Linked DNA regions of Sus scrofa: region 2 is linked to region 1. Evidence: chromatin contacts called from public HiChIP or PLAC-seq data. All regions are on one chromosome and are shown on one strand. The core of a region is the stretch at or near the end of the contact, and the rest is flanking DNA. Distances in the headings are between cores, read along the strand shown. Region 1 holds the start of NUPL2 (nucleoporin-like protein 2). Region 2 overlaps IGF2BP3 (insulin-like growth factor 2 mRNA-binding protein 3).

Region 1 (6,328 bases), core at 2,162-4,661:
AGATACTGCACTGCCGTGGCTGTGGTGTAGGCTAGCAGCTGTACCTCCGATTTGACCCCTAGCCTGGGAACCTCCATATGTCACAGGTATGGCCCTAAAAAGCAAAAACTAAGTAATTTAAATAAATAAAATGATAATAAAATTTAAGATTTTTACAACAACATCAAATATGGGAAAGAGGGTTTCTTTTTTTTTACTTTATTTATTTCAATCAGTTGGATATCGTACATGGCTCAAAATGTTTACAACTAGTTCTAATTTAGTTATGGGATGTAAAAGGCTAATGAATATATTTAAGTTCTGTTCTAGGAGCTGGGAGCTGAAGAAAAAGTTACAGCCAGGCACAGTCTTGGCACCAGTCATAAAGTCTACTATAAATGTTCTCAATAAATGATAAGAAATACACTCCACAATAATGAAGGAAATCAAATTAAATCAGTTTCCATGGGGTAACTGAAGTAAAAATTTTAGAAAAATACAAGATGCTATTAGTGACCTCCCAGATCACAAACTGCTTTAAATCACTTCAAACTTTGTAAGGAACCAATAACTTACACCATACTTAAGCAGGACTACTTTAGAAAGATATTCACAATACAATGTTATCAATAGAAAAGTGGAGAGTTCTGGTCGTGGATCAGCAGTTAGTGAACTGACGAGCATCCATGAGGACATGGGTTCATCTGTGGCCTTCCTCAGTGGTCAAGGATGTGGTGTTGCCGTGAGCTGCGCTATAGGTGGTAGATGCGGCTTGGATCCCACATTGCTGTGGCTGTGGTGTAGGCCAGTGGCTATGGCTCTGATTTGACCCTAGTCTGGGAACTTCCATATGCCTAAAAACTAAAAAAAAAAAAAAAAAAAAAAAAAAAAAAAAAAAAAAAAAAAAAAAAAAAAAAGAAGAAGAAGAAAAGTGGAAAAAGCATAATTAGCCTCAAGAAGACATTTTTCTGATACAGAAGAATGACATTTTTAAGTGAAATAAAGTCTAGCCTCATACATGCAAGAGAGTGGTTATCCCTGATCAAGGACGCTTCTTCTTCCTTTCGCTTATTCTGATTTGTTAGTAATTTATTTATTTTTATTTTATTTTTTGGGTGGAGAAAAAAATAGCTTTATTGCTTCGCCAGGCAAAGGAGGGTCACAGCAGGCTAATGCCTTAAAGATTGTGCCCCCATACTAATTTAATAAAGTAATAAAATTACTTCTTTTAAAATATCGTAGGTACTTTTGAAAAAAATAAGCAAGTGGTAGGAGTTCCCATAATAGCACAGCAGAAACGAATCTGACTAGGAACCAAGAGGTTGCAGGTTTGATCCCTGACCTTGCTCAGTGGGTTAAGGATCTGGGATTGCTGTGAACTGTGGTGTAGGTCACAGATGCAACTTGGATCTGATGTTGCTGTTGCTGTTGCTGTGGCTGTGGCGTAAGATGGCAGTGTAGCTCTGACTGGACCCCTGCCCTGGCCTAGGAACCTCCCCATATGTCGACGGTGTAGCCCTAAAAAAAAAGCAAGTGGTCAATAATTTTTCTAGAGGCTTTCACTTACAGAAGTTTCTTTTCATCTTTTTGCCCATCACCATCAGAGCTAGATGAAGCAAATGGGTTCTGAGACAATCCAAAACCCCTATTCCTGCTAGTTGATGCTCCAGAATCAAAAGAACCAAAAGATGGCTTTTCTTGATCTCTGCTGCCCCCCCATGGTGTGGATTTGGAGAAACTGGATGGCTGGATAACATTGGAGTATCTCTGGTTAGTGGTATTCCATCCACGTCTGTTACTACCTGAAATAAACAACAAAATCAAAAATTTTACTAGCAACTCCTCTTTTAAATCTCAAAACTCTATTATATTTTGTCTTATTATGTGCAGACATTATGCAAAGATTTAACAGGCACTACATTTCCACTTTAAATTATAAAAAGTTTCCTATGGTGCAGCAGGTTCAATTCCTAGCACAAGAACTTCCACATGCTGAGGCATGGTCAAGAACAAACAAACTTAGCTGAATTTAGAAATACATCATTATTTTTCTATGGATTTAGTCTTCTCAATATTGTTGACTGGACCATTACGTAATTTGTTGATATTACACTTAATTATATAAATTGAAAATGAACAGCTTTGTGGTTTTGTTTGTTTGTTTATTTTGTTTATTTATTTATTTTTTTTGACTGCAGAGCGAGGCATGTGGGAGTTCCAGGGCCAGGGATTGACCCTGCACCACACTAGTAACAATATCGTATCTCTGACCCGCTGCACCACAAGGGCACTCCTGACATAAACAAACAATTTTTTTTTCCTTTTAGTTTTTTTTTTTTTCTTTCTTTTCCCCCACAGTCTCACCTTTGGCATATAGAAGTTCCCAGGCTAGGGGCTGAATCAGACCTGCAGCTGCGGGCCTACTCCACAAAGACAGCAACGCCAGATCCCAGCCACATCCCGCCACCTATGGCGCAACCTGCATCAATGAGGGATCCCTAACCCACTGATCCGGGTCAAAAATCCAACCCGCATCCTCACCGATACTAGTCAGATTCTTAACCCGCTGAGCCACAGCAGGAACTCCTAGCCCGGAGTTCTTAATTGGGCATCCCATTCTCCCAATTTTACCCCCAATTTTATCATCATTTGCATTTATCTGAGGCTTATGGCTCTGTAGTTTTTATTAGATTTTTCAAAGGAGTTTACGACTTTCCCCAAATTGAGAGTCCTGACTATGACCCCAGTTGCTAGCCCCTCCCTATTAAAAAAAAAAAAAAAGTTTAGAGAAAGTTATGCTCAAGGCGTCAACGGGAAAAAAAACAAGTACCCAGGAGTACAGTAAAGCAAGGAAGAGTCTGCCTCGAACTACGCCAATTCTCCGAACCACTGCCACCAAAAGACAAGGTAGTTTTGACACGTAATTCCGACTTAAAAAATTCATTGTTTTGCATTAGTACCCACGACGAAGCAAGCACCTGCCTTCACCTGCCCAACAAGTCTACCGAGATACTAATAAATGGCTAAAAATGTCGGTGGGCGGGGCGGGCGAGGGGACGACGCAGGCACGTCCGCGTCACCCTACTGGTACGCCGTGGCGCTGTGCCCGGCGGAGGGCCCCACGGCGGCCGCTCGCACCTCTCTAGCCGGACTCACGCCAAGCTCTGCCCAGATCAACTAGCGGCGAAGGCTTGATGAGAACGTCACCTGGGGGCTGCTGCTGCTGCTGCCGTCCTCCGCCCGCACCCCCGGCGCGGGGGTGTTCGTTCCAGCACCGGTCTCCAAAGCGGCACCGGCCTTGAAGGAAAAACTGACAAATGGTCATGGCAAGGGCGTCTCAGACGGAGAGGCCTTCCTTCCTTACCCTCTGCCAGCAGAGAACCTAAAGCTACGGGAGGACCCGGAACCGCTACTGTGACGTAATTTTTTCGCGCCTGGGAAAGGCCCTGGCTCGCTTGTGCGGTGAGAGGAGCGGATTATACCCAATAGGGTTTGAGAAGAGAAGGTCCGCCCCTATGCAACAAGGATGGCCTGGGAGGGCGGGATGTTTGAATCAGCTGTGGAGGAAAAGCGGGTAAGAGACCCTGGCAAAGGACCTCGGCCTTCAAGGGAAGCTTGAGGTCCAAAATGAGAGGAAAGCTAGTCAGGCAAACCCAGAACTCCAGCACGGCCCTGAGAGAAGGATTAGCTGTGGCTGTGGTTTGAGAGACCTAGTCGTAATTTTCATTTGTAACCGGTGAGAGCAAAGATCTGCCCAGTCATTCATCAGGATGGACAACAGTGTTAGATAAAGCCAGTTGTGAGGGTTAACAGGAAATAGTTTTGGGTTTTTTAGAGCCAGTTCCCAGGCCAGGGCTTGAACCTGGACCACATGGGTGAAAATGGTGAAAGCGCTGAGCCCTAACCACACTAGACCACCAGGGAATTCCCAGGGAAGATTTTAAGGACAAACTGTAAATAAAAAGTATCATAATAACCCCCATCTTCAGATAAGTACTACATTCTTATCTTACTACATACAGAGAAACCTTGTTCTTTAAAGTCCACATATAAATAAAAAAATCCACATAATTCTACTCCTGGGCATATATCTGGAGAAAACCATAATTCAAAAACATACATGCACCCCAGTGTCCATCACAGCACTATTTACAATAGCGAAGACGTGGAAGCAACCCAAGTGTCCATGGACAGATGATTGGGTATAGATGTGGCGTATTTACACAATGGGATGCTACTCAGCCATAAAAAAGAATGAAATAATGCCGTTTGCAGCATCATGGATGGAGCTAAAATTCACAGGAAAGTGCATCAAAGGCAAATATAATGATATTTTATTATTATTATTATTATTATTATTATTTTTTTTTAGGGCCACAACCTCAGCATATGGAACTTCCCAGGGGTTGAATTGGAGCTATAGCCACTGGCCTGTGCCACAGCCACAGCAACGCAGGATCCAAGCCATGTCTGCGACCCACACCATGGCTTACACCAATGCTGGATCCTTAGCCCACTGAGTGGGGTCAGGGATCGAACTCAGGTTCTCATGTATATTAGTTGGTTTGTTACCACTGAGCCACAACAGGCACTCCCAATATGATATCACTTACATGTGGAATCTAATAAGAATGATACAAAGGAAATTATATGAGTTCCCTTGTGGCACAGCAGGTTAAGGATCTGGTGTTGTCACTGCAGTAGTGTAGGTCTCTGCTATGGCTTGGGTTTGATCCCTGGCCTGGAAACTTCCACATGCTGTGGGTGTGGCCATTTAAAACAATTATTTATGAAACAGAAACAAACTCACAGATTTCAAAATCAGTCTTATAATTATCATAGGTGAAACCATTGAGGGGAGGGAGGAATTGGGAAGGTGTGAATAACATATTCACACTACTGAATAAAACATGATTAACAGGAACCTACTGTATAGTACAGGGAAATCTCAATAGTTTATAACAACCTATATGGGAAAAAGAATAGGTATAGGTATATGTATAACGGATTCACTTTGCTGTACACCTGAAACTAATACAGCATTGTAAGTCAACGCCAATAAAATAAAACAAAGTCCACATAAATGTAGCTATTTGAAATTTTATCAGTAGGAATGAAATACCCACTCTTGCCTGGAGGACCCAAGGCACTTTGACACGGAGAAGCAGCTTTGATTTCTAACCAGGTGCAGAGCTGCAGATAAGGGGTTCCTGAAAAGAACATTTCATGTTCTCTTAAATCTGTGGTTACCAAGGAAACATGACCGTACCTCCATTTCTCACTCCAGATGTGATGTTGATGCCTTTTTACACTGCTCTATCAAAACTGTTTCATTTAGATTTTACTTAAACTCCACCTTTCCCACAAATCCTACAACTACATTTTCTTTTGTGTGTGAGACACCCTGCAGTTCCTCTAGTGTGCAGTCTCCTTGGTTGCAATGAGTCAATAAATCTGACATTGTTGGATTACAGGTTCATCCCTAGTGGTTTAGGATGGCCAGCCATTGTTCTTGCTTATATACTTAGTTTGGATTTTGAGAACTGTGGAATCTCCAGGAGCACTGGGAATAACTGATGCAACTTTTTACTTTTTTAAAATCAGTTTATTTTGAAACAAACTTATGGAAGAGTTACAAGTACATATAGTTCAAAGAACTTTTTCCTGAACCATTTGAAACTATATTGCAGACCTGATACCTCTTCACCCAACAGTAAAATGTATTTCCTACAAACAAGGACATTCTTCTACTTAACCACAATATAATCACCAGAATTAGGACATTAATATTGCTGCATCCTACTATCTAATCATTGGATTCTATTCACATTTCGCTAAATGTTCCAATAATACCCTTTAAAGGACAAAAATGCAGTTTGAAATTATCATTGCCTTATTCATATTTCTTTAGTCTTCATTATAGAACATCTTCTCAGTCTTTCCTTGTCACTATTAGATTACAGCTAGTTATTTTGTAGAATTTCCTAAATGCACACTTATCTGATGTTTTCTAGTTATTAGATTTAGATTACGGATCTTTGCCATGGTCTTCACAATGCACCTATCAGGTAGTGCACAATTTGTCTCATTAATTATAATATTCACTTTGATCATTTCAGGTGTTGTCTGCCAAATTGCTCCACTGTACAAGTACTCTTTTCCTCTTTGTTATTAATAGGAATTTTATAAGGATTTTGAAAGTATATAAAAACCTCATTCCTCACCAGACTTTTAGTTCACTCATTTACTTATTCCTATCATTACAGACTTTATGGATTCCAACTTTATTCATTGGATTATAATCTTTCATTGATTCTGATGCTCAAATCATTCCCAATTGACACATTCC
Region 2 (5,963 bases), core at 1,719-4,218, 250 kb before region 1:
CTGTCAATCCAGTAGATGGGATTCAGTCTTTCACAGAGATTCTTTTTTTTTTTTTTTTCTTATCACAGAGATTCTTTTTTTTTTTTTTTTTTTTTTTTTTGTCTTTTTGCCATTTCTTGGGCCGCTCCCGTGGCATATGGAGGTTCCCAGGCTAGGGGTCTAATCGGAGCTGTAGTCACTGACCTACGCCAGAGCCACAGCAACGCGGGATCCGAGCCACATCTGCGACCTACACCACAGCTCACGACAACGCTGGATCCTTAACCCACTGAGCAAGGGCAGGAACCGAACCCGCAACCTCATGGTTCCTAGTCAGATTCGTTAACCACTGTGCCACGACGGGAACTCCTTATCACAGAGATTCTTAACCTGAGATCGACCTGATTTACTCTTAAATATCAATTGCTCCCTCCTTCCCAATTTTACTCACACTGCTTGAAAACTGTCCTAAAATGTCTTTCTTCTGCTAGATGGTAAAATTTTGCGGAAATAGAACTGAAGCCATAGAGCTTGCTAGAACTGTTGTATCTATAACTTTTTTCTTGATTAGTCTTATGCTGCAGATTGGAAATAATAGCTTATTTTTCTCTTAAAAATTAGTAAAGTTTATTTTATAAAACTCAAAAGCAAAAAGAAATTGAAAACTGCCCATGATTCTACCAAACAGAGGTTACATTGTCAGTATTTTTGGTGCTATACCTCCATTTCTGTTTGTGTACATGTGTGCACATTTTTTCTGCTTGGGGATATTTTTTTCATTTATTGTGGTAAAATGTGTTTTATTATTTCATTTTATTATTTTATTCTATTTTGCTTTTTATGGCTGTTCCTGTGGCATATGGAGATTCCCAGGCTAGAGGGACAATTGGAGATACAGCTGCCAGCCTACACCACAGCTCATGGCAACACTGGATCCTTAACCCACTGAGCGAGACCAGGGATAGAACCCACATCCTCAAGGATACTAGTTGGATTCATTTCCACTGTGTCACAACGGGAACTCCAAAACTCATTTTAAATGAGATCATATTCCTTGTTGTGTAATATGCTTTTTTTCAGTGAACAATGTTCTAAACATACATCCTAATTAAATATTACACATTTGTAGTGTCTCTGAGATTGGTAGTATATATTGTAATTTATTTAGATAATTGCTTTGTTTTTTAAACAGTTTTTAAAAATTTTTGAAGTTAAAAGTATTTTAGATCTTTACTTATTTATTGACTGCACAATTCAGCAGCTTGATGTGTGGATCTCAGTTCTTAGATCAGGGATTGAACCTGGCCCATGGTGGTGAAAGCACTAAGTCCTAATCACCAGCCCACCAGGGAACTCCCTAAACGATTTTATTGAGGTATGTTTTATACATTCAAGTGCATATTTTAATTTTTTAATTTATTATTTATTTTATTTTTTTGTCTTTTTGTCTTTTCTAGATCTGCACCTACATATGGAGGTTCCCAGGCTAGGGGTCTAATTGGAGCTGTAGCCGCCAACCTACACCACAGCCACAGCAATGCCAGATCCTTAACCCACTGAGCAAGGCCAGGGATCAAACCTGCATCTTCATAGATCCTAGTCAGGTTTTTTAACTGCTGAGCCATGAAGGGAACTTCTCAAGTGTATCTTTTTTTTTTTTTTTGTCTTTTCAAGTGCATCTTTTTAAATTTACATTTTATTTTTTTCTTTTTCTTTCTTTTGTGTGTGTGTGTGTGTGTGTGTGTGTCTTTTGTCTTTATAGGGCTGCATCTACGGCATATGGAGGTTCCCAGGCTAAGGGTTTAATCAGAGCTGCTGCTGGCGACTTACACCAGAGCCATAGCAACGCCAGATCCAAGCCACGTCTGTGACCTAACTACATCACAGCTCATGGCAACGCCAGATCCTTAACCCACTGAATGAGGCCAGGGACCAAACCCGCAACCTCGTGGTTCCTAGTCAGATTTGTTTCTGCTGCGCCACGACGGGAACTCCCTATTTTTTATTTTTTAGTGGACGTGATTTTTTAATTTAACTGTAGCTAATTTACAATGTGTTAGTTTCAAGTGTACAACAAAATTTTATATATATATATGTGTGTATATATATATGTGTGTGTGTATATATATATGTGTGTGTGTGTGTGTGTGTGTGTATATATATATATATCCCTTTTCAGGTACTTTTCCAGTATAGGCTATTACAAGATACTCCCTGTGCTATATAGTAGGTCCTTGTTGTTTACCTATTGTATATATAGCAGTATGTATTTGTTAATCCTGAACTCTTATCTCCCCCGCAGCCCAAGTTCATCATTTTAAACACTGCAGGGCAATGACTTTTGACAACTGTATATACACCTGTGAAAGCACAACCACAGTCAACACATGGAACACTTCTATCCCTGACATTCTGAGTCTGTTACAGTTTTATCTAGAGAGGTAATGTAAGGAAGAGAATGGTTGAGAGGCTGCACTTCTAGTCAGAGGGTTTGATAAGAGACTGCTGAGTCAATGATGAGGCAGGATTATGCAGGTAGACGCATATCACCAGCCATGTGAAATGCATCTTCCCCCTGGTTTTCACTTACGTGGTGTATTTTGCTTTTCAAAAATTTAGATTGGCCTTTTCAAAAAAGTTCCTGAAGTATAGTTGATGTACAGTGTACAGCACAGTGATTAAGTTACATATGTATTTTTTTCCTGTTCTTTTTCAGATTCTTTTCCCTTGTAGATTATTACAGCATATTGAGTGTAGTTCCCTGTGCTATACAGTAGGTTCTTGCTGAGGCTGACTTTTTAAAGAGCTCATTCTTAATTGTATAAAATGAGAAAGGATGGATATAATCACATACTTGAGTATCGCAGTTAACACAAGTAATTTTTACTGAATTTGGCCAGGTTGTTGAACAAGTTCTCTTTTGGGCACAGCTGGAATGAAAGTCTACAGCCGGTGTAGAGTGCCCCCAAGTGGCAGGTTGAAGAGGTCACTCTCTACTGCTCTGAGTCCAGGCTTGGCTTTTTATTTGAAAATGACCACTCCACATATGGGCCATGTGAACTAGCTCTCTGTGTAAGAAAACAAGGCAAAGAAGAACATGTTACAAATTAGACTTGGTTTTCTCTTCCTATTGTCAGCTGGTGTTGGCTGTGTTAGATCATGATTCTAGCTTCAGCCTCTTTATCTGTGAAGTGGGAAAGTGGTGATTCTTTTGATTTCTATAAGTGATAGTAGGAAGAAAGAGAGAGACGAGCCTTTTGGGAGAAATAAGATAAAATGAACATTTAGGACGTAAAGTGGTTTGGATAGAAAGTTGAATTCTAATACACTTATGTGTCTTGTGTTAGGACTTGGTATGCAATGACCAGTTAAGTGCCTAGGTGTTGGTGTGGACTTGCCAGAATTGACCCATGTTCTTGGTGTTCATCTTTAACCTTGTCTGTTGAATGTCAATATTGAGTCTTGGTATGTGAATTGATTGTGTGGTTTAAAGCTGTGGGGTAAAGTAAAAATTTTACTTAAGGAGTTCCTGTCGTGGCGCAGTGGTTAACGAATCCGACTAGGAACCATGAGGTTTCGGGTTTGGTCCCCTGCCCTTGCTCAGTGGGTTAACGATCCGGCGTTGCTGTGAGCTGTGGTGTAGGTTGCAGACGCGGCTCGGATTCTGTGTTGCTGTGGCTCTGGCGTAGGCCGGCAGCTACAGCTCTGATTCGACCCCTAGCCTGGGAACCTCCATATGCCGCGGGAGCGGCCCAAGAAATAGCAAAAAGACCAAAAAAAAAAAAAAAATTACTTAAGATTGGCATATCTTTGACCTTTTGGATTTAACATGCAACCTATAATTTTTCTGACTTATTTTGGATAATGGTTATGTTATTTGCTGGATTGTAAGTGAACTTAGTTAGATGGAATACAGTGAGGAGGATAGACTCTAAATACCCATCTCTGGATTCTGACCCTGCCACTCATGAGCAGCATGTATTTAGACAAGGTATACTTAGTCTCCAGATGATAAAATGCTGACAGTGAGGGTTATATGAGATAACAGACGCTGTCTTAGGCAGTGTGGGCTGCTGTAACAAACTACTGTAGACTGGATGGCTTAATCAGTAGACATTTCTTTCCTCATTCTTCTTCTTCTTTTTTTTTTTTTTTTTTTTTTTTTTTTTTCGCTTTTTAGGGCCGCACCTGCAGCATATGAAGGTTCCCAGGCTAGGGGTTCGATCGGAGCTACAGGTGCCGGTTTGTGCCACAGCTCAGTAGGATCTGAGCCACGTCTGTGACCTACACCACAGCTCACGGCCACTCCAGATCCTTAACCCATTGAGCGAGGCCAGGGACGGAATCCGAAACCCCATGGTTACCAGTTGGATTCGTTTCCACTAAGCCACAGCAGGAACTCCTCCTTTTATTTTTTATTGTGGTTAATTCACAGTGTTCTGTCAATTTCTGCTGTACAGCGAAGTGTCCCAGTCATACCTATATACACACACACACATATATATACATTATTTTTGTTATAATATCCACTCTATACACACACACATATGCATTCTTTTTACTACATTATCCTCCTTCCATCACAGGTGATTGGATATAGTTTCCTGTGCTATACAATAGGATCTAATTGCTTATCCACTCCAGATACTATAGTTTGCATCTACTAACCCCAAACTTCCAGTCCATCCCACTTCCTCCTCCTCTCTCTTGGCAACCACAAGTAGACCAACAGACATTGCTGACAGTTCTGGAGGCTAGGGAGTCCAAGATCAAGGTACAGGCAGATTCTTGGGGGTTCTTGGTGAGAGCCACCTTCCAGGCCTGTAGACAGAGGCCTTCTTGCTCTGGGCAAACATAACCTTTCCTAAGTGTACGCCAGTGAAGAGAGTCCTGCTCGCTCTCGTTAGAAAAACAGTAATCCCATGGGAGTTCCTGTTGTGGCTCAGTGGGTTAAGAACCTGACTAGTATCCATGAAGATTTGGGTTCGATCCCTGGCCTCACTCTGGGTTAAGGATCCGGCGTTGCCGTCAGCTGTGGTGTAGGTCACAGACACTGTTCAGATCTGGTGTTGCTGTGGCTGTGGTTTAGTCTGGCAGCTGTAGCTCCAATTCAGCCCCTAGCCTGGGAACCTCCATATGCTGCGGGTGCGACCCTAAAAAGACAAAAATAAAAGAACAAAAAAACCCCACCACTGCAGCAAAAAAACAGCACTCCCATTATGGAGACTCCACCTCACGTTCTCACATAAGCCTGAATACTTCCCAAAGGCCCCATCTCCTAATACCACCACACTGGGGCTTAGGGCTGCAACATCCAATTTTGTGGGGGGTGGGGGTGGGGAATGACATAAACATTCAGTCCATAGCAGATACAAAGCATTTTTGTGTTTATATTCTTATTTATATTGTGTCAAGCTTTAATGGGGAGAAAAAGATGCAAATATAAACGACTTCTGGCAAAAGGCTAGTAACCTAAAACTTAAATTGAAAATAACAGAGTTGGCCCTCTGTGTCTGTGGGTTCTGCATCCACAGATTGAACCAACTGCCGATGAAAAATGTTTGGGGGAGAAAATTCCAGAAAGTTCCAAATAGCAAAACTTGAATTCATCTTGTGCTGGCAACAGTTTACATCTCATTTACATTGTATTTACAGCTATTTACATAGCATTTACATTGTATTAATTATTTTAAGTAATCTATTTTAAGTAATCCGTGGATTTTGGTATCTGAAGGGATCCTGGAACCAAGCCCCTCTGAATGTGGAAGGATGACTGTAATCAGCATGATGAAATGGTTTATTTCTCTTTCAAATAAAATATGTATTGTCTAGTGTGGCCTAGAAGCAATGACCAGCCCAATAACAGTAAGCACACTAGTGACCAGATTATCTCTGGGCATTATTTCTGACTAAAAGAAACCAGTATTCCATGTAGATAAAACTGGTTGCAAATGGGGCAGGAAGTGTACAAGTTGAACTTGAAC

What was found. HiChIP or PLAC-seq counts read pairs in DNA pulled down with a chosen protein or histone mark.
Region 2: a contact with region 1 is called in an H3K27ac HiChIP or PLAC-seq map of alveolar macrophages. The contact joins the enhancer-like site here to the promoter of NUPL2 in region 1. A contact is called at or near these places in 11 of 47 Hi-C or Micro-C datasets (alveolar macrophages, embryonic fibroblasts, fetal skeletal muscle and 7 more) and 1 of 2 datasets of contacts at active chromatin or transcription factors (alveolar macrophages).

The regions. Positions count from the first base shown.
Region 1 is chr9:91,978,796-91,985,123 of Sscrofa11.1, reverse strand. NUPL2 (nucleoporin-like protein 2) reads right to left here and starts at 3,411. Exons shown (of 7, transcript XM_021063448.1): 1 at 3,187-3,411; 2 at 1,547-1,781. The coding sequence starts at 3,304.
Region 2 is chr9:92,231,211-92,237,173 of Sscrofa11.1, reverse strand. The region is part of intron 2 of IGF2BP3 (insulin-like growth factor 2 mRNA-binding protein 3); the gene reads left to right. Among named protein-coding and RNA genes, the nearest start is that of IGF2BP3, 38 kb to the left of the region's middle. Within about 2 kb of position 2,968, at least 1 of the 83 cell types and tissues checked has an H3K27ac peak or open chromatin away from gene starts, as enhancers often do. A contact at or near this core is called in alveolar macrophages, where this site is marked.